2 separate regions of the Macaca mulatta genome follow, and region 1 is linked to region 2. Evidence: chromatin contacts called from public Hi-C data. All regions are on one chromosome and are shown on one strand. Each heading gives the region's core, a stretch centred on a gene start, on an enhancer-like site or on the middle of the called end of the contact. The rest is flanking DNA. Distances are from core to core; before and after follow the strand shown.

Region 1 (3,774 bases), core at 128-2,627, 290 kb before region 2:
TAGACGTTTTGGCTTCCGACCACGGTTTACTCAGCGACCCGGCAAAAGGAAGTACTGAGAAGTTGCTCCCCTGGCAACCGCCTCCTGAACACATGTGACGGGTTTGTTTTCAGTTATCCAGCAGGGTAGCATGTTTGCTGCCGCGACCAATGGCCTTTCAGTCCCGCTGCTCACCAGTTCCCCAGGCGGCCAATCCGGGGCGGCTGGCGCGGGATGACAGCTGGGGCTGTACCCGGACGCCAGGAGGGAAGGGCCCTCAGTCAGCTTGGCACAGCATCTGCTTGAACAGCCAATTATCTCCCTGCCTCATCTCCATCACTGTGCTTCCTCAAACTTCAGAGAGCTGTGGCCTGAACCCGCCCTGGGGGGTGCCAGGTCCTCTCTACCCCTCCTTCATTTCTCTAAATCCCCAAACTGGAGATGCACACTTTCAATCTGTGGACAGTTCTAGTTTCAAATGCATGTTTCTCAATAGGCTGAAAAGTACTTTCAACCGAAAAGACACCCTTTTTACTTCCAGAAGAACCGCGGGGGGGTACTCACCAGCTGCTGTCCCGCAGCAGGGAGGGACCCACCAGGCGGAGGAAAAGATGGTAGCGATCACCTCCTCGGGGAAGAGAGTGACATTCCTCTGGATCTGCAGCAGGTTGAGCACCAGGGCTAGGACCACCCCAACCGAGAAGAGCACGAGGCTCCTCTGCACCAGGCGATGATGCCAGGTGTTGGGGTAGGGGCCGCCGGGCTCGGGGCTGCTCATCGCAGCACTGCGGCCCCCGGGCGCGGGGTCAGCGTCCGGGGCACCATGGGCCGCCAGCAGGGAGGGCCCGGACACGGAAGCGCTGATCATCTCCCCAACCTTGGCTGCCAGCCCCGCGGCGCTGGCTCGCGGGGGGCCTCGGCGCCTCACGCTGTGCGCACAGGAGCAACTCCAGAAGTGGTCGTGCAATCTGGGCATCGGTCACCCGCGTCCGAGAGGCGCTTCCTGGAAGAAGGGGGTCATCAAGTTCACTCAGAAGAGACAAAGAGCGAGGAAGGCCCCGCGGGACGCGAACCCCGGCACCCGGGCCAGGCGGCAGCGCAGCCCCCACCAGGTTAGAACCCGGTGCACTCGCCCAGGGCCAGCGGCGGACGGGACCCGCGCTCACATCAAGCAGCACCCCCGGCCCCAGCGGGACCGGCGTCCCAGAGACCCAACGGGGCCCGCGCCCGCCTACCTCCGGGGAGGACCGGCTGCAGCGCGACCAAACCCCGCCCGCGACCCCTGCCCCAGCCCGCCGCGTACCTGGCCGAGAGGCGCCAGCCCTCGGGCTCTGCGAGCGGAGGCGGGGCTGCGGGGAAGGAGGAGTCGCGGCCCGGGACGGCCCCAAGTGCGGCCGCGGCGCCTGGCGGGCACGCGGGCTTATATGGCGGGCCGCGGGGCCCGCATCACGTGACCCTGCCCGGCCTACCCACCGCCCGCGCGCACCGCCTAGGGGCGTGGCCTGAGCTCGCCCCGCCCCGCCCGCGCGCCCGTCCACAAGCGGTCTGGTGAGGCGGCGGCAACCAATGGGAGGCGGGCGGCCCATATGACGTGCGCACACGCCACCGCCGGCCCGTGCGCGCTCGGGCGGGAGCCGCGGCACGGACGGCGGGGCGCGTGGCGGCTGCGGGGCACGCGGGCCCGAGCGGGACGGGCCGGCTGCGAGGGGACGGCCGCGGAGTTGGGGCCTGGGAGGGGACGGTCTGGCCGGGAGGAGGCGGAGGGAGGACAGGGTGGGGTTGCGGGCCCGGCGCCGCCCCTCCCGGCTCCTGGCTCCCCTCGCCTGGTGTCCCGCGCCTGACCCGGAGGCGACGGGTCTCGAACGCGCAGGCCTCCCTGGCGGAGCGCGGGCTCTGGCGCGGGGCCGGACCCTGCTCAGAGCAATGGCGGGCTTGCATCGGTGGGTCATTTCCTCGGGCCCCTAGTGGCCTTTGCTCACGCCAGGAGAGCAAACCACCCGCACAGCCCAGAAGCAGATAAAATCGAGACCACAGTCCCCAAAGGATCGCGCCTCCATCCTGTTTGCCCCTCGGGTCGCCGTCTAAGGGCGGGCCCGTGCCCGCTCAGAGCCTACATCCGAGTCGTATAAAGCGCTGACAGCGGAGAAAGCAACGGCTTTGCTCCGTGCAGATGAGCAGGGGCTAAGGGAGGACGCTGTGCTCTCTCTCAGTAGCCGCGCTCGGCCCGGGGGCCCTGCAGTCTTGGAAACGTGAGTCAGGCCTGCAGCGTGGCGAGGAAACGCCGCTGATGTGGCATCCTCAGCCTGGGGTTGTGGCTCTAAGCCAGAAGGTTAAAAAAAAGACGTTTTCTTGAGCTGGGACTGCCCTGAGTCCCTTTAGGGGCGAAATTCTGAGCATCCGATTGCGTTTCCTGAGGATGACACGCGTGGTGGGCGTGGACGGCCTGCAGGGGTCCGTCCTCAGCGGTTCCTCTGCAGGGCAGTCTCGTCCTCAGGGGTCTCGTCCTCAAGGGTCTCGTCCTCAGCGGTCCCTCTGCGGGGCAGAGTCTCGCTGTCACCTTCCCAGCTGACTCCTCTCAAGCCCTGTTAACCATTGTACATATTCCCAAGGACTCCAAGCAGGTTGGACTTCAGGGAACATTGCAGTTTGGGTCTTGGCCATTGTTTACCCTCCACCTTGCATTAAGTGCTTGAGGATCACACACCCAGATACGTAGATCATCCGTAGATCATCGCAGTCACATCAAAGACTTGTTTATAATAGGAAGGAAAAAAAAAAAAAAAAACTGGCCACTGTCATGCGCTGGGAAACTGATGAGCTGAAGGATGACCCATCTGTCAGTTGGGTGCTGCCTAATGGACAGAGAACCCTTCAGAAACCTGTGCTGTGTCTCCCAGACCCCAGTGTGAGCTCCCCGTCCCGCGCAATGATCTAAATCTAGCTGCTAACCTCATGGAGAGGCATCTGCACGGCAGCCCCGGCCCTGAGAGGCAGGCCAGTCACCCATTCAGTTAGGAAACACCAGCAAGTGCCAGAAGCTTCTCATTAGCAGGTCAGCTTTCAATAACTGGTTTATCCAGGTGTGTGAGACCCGATAAGCAGACATGAAAGCTCTTAGCGACCTATCCAGCTGCTCTACGCTAGGCTCCTGACATCACAGAAATCAGTACCTCTGTCTTCTGGGGTCCAAGGGGTATTTCAATTTCTCTGGCTTTTTTCCTGTCATTTCTGCCTGGCCCTGCAGACTACCCCGGTATTTCCATCGTAATACCCCTGTGGGCAGGTGCATACCTCATGACAATATTTAATATTAATAGATTTCTGTGTTGTCTCCAGAATGGAAAGGGGCTATCTATTCCTTTAGCTAGTTGGCTTGTTAAAGACTATTGACTTCATCTTCTTTTCCTATCTGCCTAATAAACCAGTGTTAATACAACCCAGCCTCTCCGACTCTGTCCCTCCTCTCATCTGTACTGGGATATTATGAACCATGGAAGATCCTGGGGTCATAGAGGCACCCTGTGGCCCTGTGGCTGTTGCACGTACGGTGACCAAGATGTCCTGTGGGAATGTGGGAGGGTTGCCCGTGGGGTTCCTGCTGAGGGCCGTCAGCGTGGCCTCTGAGTTGTAGGCAGAGATTGTCACTGCGTTCTCAATGTGTGTTTGCCCAAGTGCCTGTGGAGTCTGGCCCCATAAAGGAATGCAGCCCAGGGTAAAGACAGTGGGAGAGTTTGAGTTTATCCCCTTGAATACCCCCCTTGAAGGCCGAGCCTCCACATCAGTAACCACATTCCA
Region 2 (3,585 bases), core at 192-2,691:
AAGGTTATATATTTTAAATAATTTTGTGCATGAAAGCAAAAGTTGTGGTGGCATTTTTAAAAAAATGTTTTTGTTTTGTTTTGTTTACAGACGGTCTCACTGTATTGTCCAGGCTGGACTGAAACTCCTGGACTCAAGCAATCCTCCTGCCTCAACCTCCCAAGTAGCTGGCATTACAGGTGCCCACCACACCAGGCTTGTGATTTGACTGTGACCCAGTGTCACATGAGGGCACTTCTGGAATTTTCCATTTGTGGGGTCACGTCAGCACACAAAAAATTTCTAATTTTAGAGCATTTTGGATTTCAGATTAGGAATGCTTAACCTAAGTTTGTAAAAGAAATTTTTTAGCCTTAGAATAGGGATGTTTCAGATTGTTCAACAAATGAAAAAGACTAAAAAACCCAGAAAACATTGGAATGATAAATCATTAAGTATATTTAAATGTGTTGTTTACCTCTTGCCCGTACAAAACCACTCATGACATACATACAAATGTAAAGACAAAACTGTATTCACCTGATTAACAAGAGCCAGCGTTCACTGCATGCTGATCAAGGAACCAACACAAATTTTATCATACACTAAAAAAAGGTAGAACAAAGGCCAACTTAAAGCCTGGAAAGTGATCCAATCTGTCATATTAGTGTACCACAGAGTAATTTTGAAAGCCTTTTCTTTTTCTTTATTTTTGAAAAGACGGAGTCTCGCTCTGTCGCCCAGGCTGGAGGGCAGTGGCGCGATCTCGGCTCACTGCAACCTCACCCTCCCGGGTTCACGCCATTCTCCTGCCTCAGCCTCCCGAGCAGCTGGGATTACAGGCGCGCGCCGCCACGCCCGGCTAATTTTTTGTATTTTAGTAGAGACGGGGTTTCACCGTGTCGCCCAGGCTGGCCTCGAACCCCTGAACTCAGGCAATCCGCCCACCTCGGCCTCCTAAAATGCTAGGATTACAGGCGTGAGCCACCGCGCCCGGACTTTTCTCTTTTTTAAAACCAATTTCACTAACATTTACTAAAAAATGGTTTTCTGCTTTGCAGAAGAGACTTAAGGCATGTGGAGAAGACACTGCGGGCCTGTCTCAGATTCCTTTAGAAACCAATGCTCCACAGTTTTAGGACTAAGTAATATTCCGATAATCACCCAAGAGTTCCTGGTCTCCGGTTTGTTGTGAGATTGGAAATGAACGTGAAAGGCTGCGTTCGTCATCGTGGCCTTATTTCTTCTCCCAACTTCCGGTCGTGCAGGTGTCTCGGGCAGGTGATGCCGAGGCCACTCTGCCGTGTTTTGTGAATCTTGGCAGAAGGGAGGCGAGCTGTAAATAAAAGCATGAGCATTAGAATCGCCGCTGTGTAGTATTAACCTGTTGAGCGCGGGGCTTTCCGGGGCTGGAGCTGCACCGCGGGCTCTGCCGTCTGGGACTCTCCTCCAGCGCGGACCGGACACGACCCCAGGCACCAGGCCGGGCCCGGCCGGGACAGCGGGGTCTTGGGCAGCGGCGGGGCCGGGCGCCCCTCCAGCACGTCCCCAGCTCGGGCGTCGAGGCCTGGCGGAGACCCCAGGACTCGCCACGGCGGCCTCCAGTGCGCGTCTTGCGTGACGCCGCGGTCTCTGGAATTCCGTCACGGCGGAGCCGGGTCCAGCAAGGTGTAGACCGGGGACCCGCGCCTTGCTCGGCCAGAGCGGCTCAGCCACTACTCCAGGTCCGGCCGCGGCCACTGAGAACAGCCGGGACACCCAGCTCCACTCTGCCCGGGACCAAGAAGCCCGAGGAGGCCGCTGCCCGGGTCCAGCTCTCACTAGCGGCCCCGAAGCCCCGCCCCTCCGCCGGGCGCATGCGCAGCCCCCCAGCAGCCGCGTGTGGTGACGGGAGGGGCCTGCCCGCTCCCCTCCTTCCCGGGACCGGCTCACTCCGGCCCCGCCGAGGGGGGCTCGGGTTTCACCTCGTCCCCCGGGATCCCTCGTTGCAGAGCGGCGGAGATGGAACCGCAAGATCCAGAGCGGGCCAGCGGGCTCCAGCTCTCCCGGAGCCGTGGATGGCGGCAGAGGCGCGGGGCGTTGCTGGAGGCCGGGCGGCTCCTCGGCGCTCCCCCTCGGTGGCCGGGGCGGGATGGTGCGTCCCGCAGGGCGCGCGCGGCTCCCGCGCTTCGGGCGCTCGGCGCGGGCGCGGGCGGGGGCGCGGAGGGCGGGGGAGCGGACCCCGATTCGCAGGACCCGGCCCGGGCCGCGCGGGCAGTGCCGTTGGCGGGGCGAGCGGGGGCGCCGGGCGCCGCGGGGCCGGGGGCGGGGGGTGGGCGGGGCCGGGCGCTGCCGCGGAGCCTCCCGGGCCGCCGCGATCATGTCGGACCAGGCGCTCAAAGTTCCTGAGGAGATGTTCAGGGAGGTCAAGTATTACGCGGTGGGCGACATCGACCCGCAGGTACCGCGCCCGCTCCTGCCGCGGCCTCCTCCCGCGTCCGCGTCCCCGTCCCCGTCCGTCCCCGTTCCCGTCCCCGTCCCCGCTCCTGTCGCGGGCGCGCGCCGGGCGCAGAGCGTCGGGTCCGCCGAGGCCGCCGGCCTGACTGCGCGGAGGGCAGGGGCGACCGCGGGGTGGGCGCGGGAGGCCGGGGCACGGGGGATTGCGGGAGGGAGGGCGGCCGGGGCGGCGGGAGCTCTGTGCCTCGGTCCCTAGTGCGTGCCCTGAGCCCCCGGCCTGCGGCCCTGGGGTCGCCGCCCCCCACCCAACGGGCCCCCTCGCTCTCTGCTCCTTTGCTGAGCGGGACTGGCGCCGGGTCGCGTCTCCCCCTTCCCCGCGCCAGGCGTCTCGGCTCCCGGGAGAGCAGCTCTGAGGGCGGACGAGGGTCGCCGGGATCCCTAGCCGGGGCAGCTCGCGCGGGGGCCCCAGGCTCTCTCGGCCGGCGGGGACCGTGGCCGTGCCCCGGCGTGGCCGCCTCCGCCACCCGGGCAGCTGCCGTCCTGTGCGGGGCTGAGAAGCGCTCCTTTCCAACCTGTGTTCCTGCACGTGGGGGCTGGCATTCGTCTTCCTTGATTTTCCCAGTTGGACGATTAATTTTACGGTACCCTGGTAACACCATCCCATTACACATTTAATTTTGTGTAGTTTGGGCTCACGCCAAAGGACATTGTGGGTTTTCCTTATTATTCCTATAATAATACATCTGTTTGATGTCACACAGTTATCAGTCCGTGGTGGGAATGCATCTTAGTTGAATATCCTCTTCAGGTTAATCTTCAAAATATTTCCTTCCCAAAAGTTTAATTGTACGATTATGTTGCCTTGGATGTGACATCAGTGGCTCCCACCTTGGAGGATGGGGATGCCCAGTGATCAGATTAGGCCTGGAAGGGCGGAGACTCATATTTAGCAGATAAACTTGGGTGGTGTAGAAGGAATTGTAGAAGGCTGATTGATCTTGGCCTTCTTGAGGTTCGTCCTTGTATCTTAGTAACAACTTTTTTGGATCCTTTTTGCTCTGTAACTTTAGGGTAAAGAGACTTCAAGGCCGGGGTGGTGGCTTACGCCTGTAATCCCAGCACTTTGGGAGGCCGAGGCGGGTGGATCACCTGAGGCCAGGAGTTCGAGGG

Evidence for each region. Hi-C and Micro-C count contacts between places; a contact is called where the count stands out from the background.
Region 1: a contact with region 2 is called in a Hi-C map of fetal cortex germinal zone, with 2.8 times the contacts expected there. The contact joins the promoter of INSIG1 here to the promoter of PAXIP1 in region 2. A contact is called at or near these places in 3 of 14 Hi-C or Micro-C datasets (cortical neurons, fetal cortex germinal zone and fetal cortical plate).

What each region holds. Positions count from the first base shown.
Region 1 is chr3:194,766,292-194,770,065 of T2T-MMU8v2.0, reverse strand. It overlaps INSIG1 (insulin induced gene 1), which reads right to left and starts at 1,377. Exons shown (of 6, transcript XM_077997801.1): 1 at 1,215-1,377; 2 at 544-982. The coding sequence starts at 955.
Region 2 is chr3:194,479,231-194,482,815 of T2T-MMU8v2.0, reverse strand. It overlaps PAXIP1 (PAX interacting protein 1), which reads left to right and starts at 1,441. Exons shown (of 22, transcript XM_077997790.1): 1 at 1,441-2,113. It also overlaps a transcript of HTR5A not described here.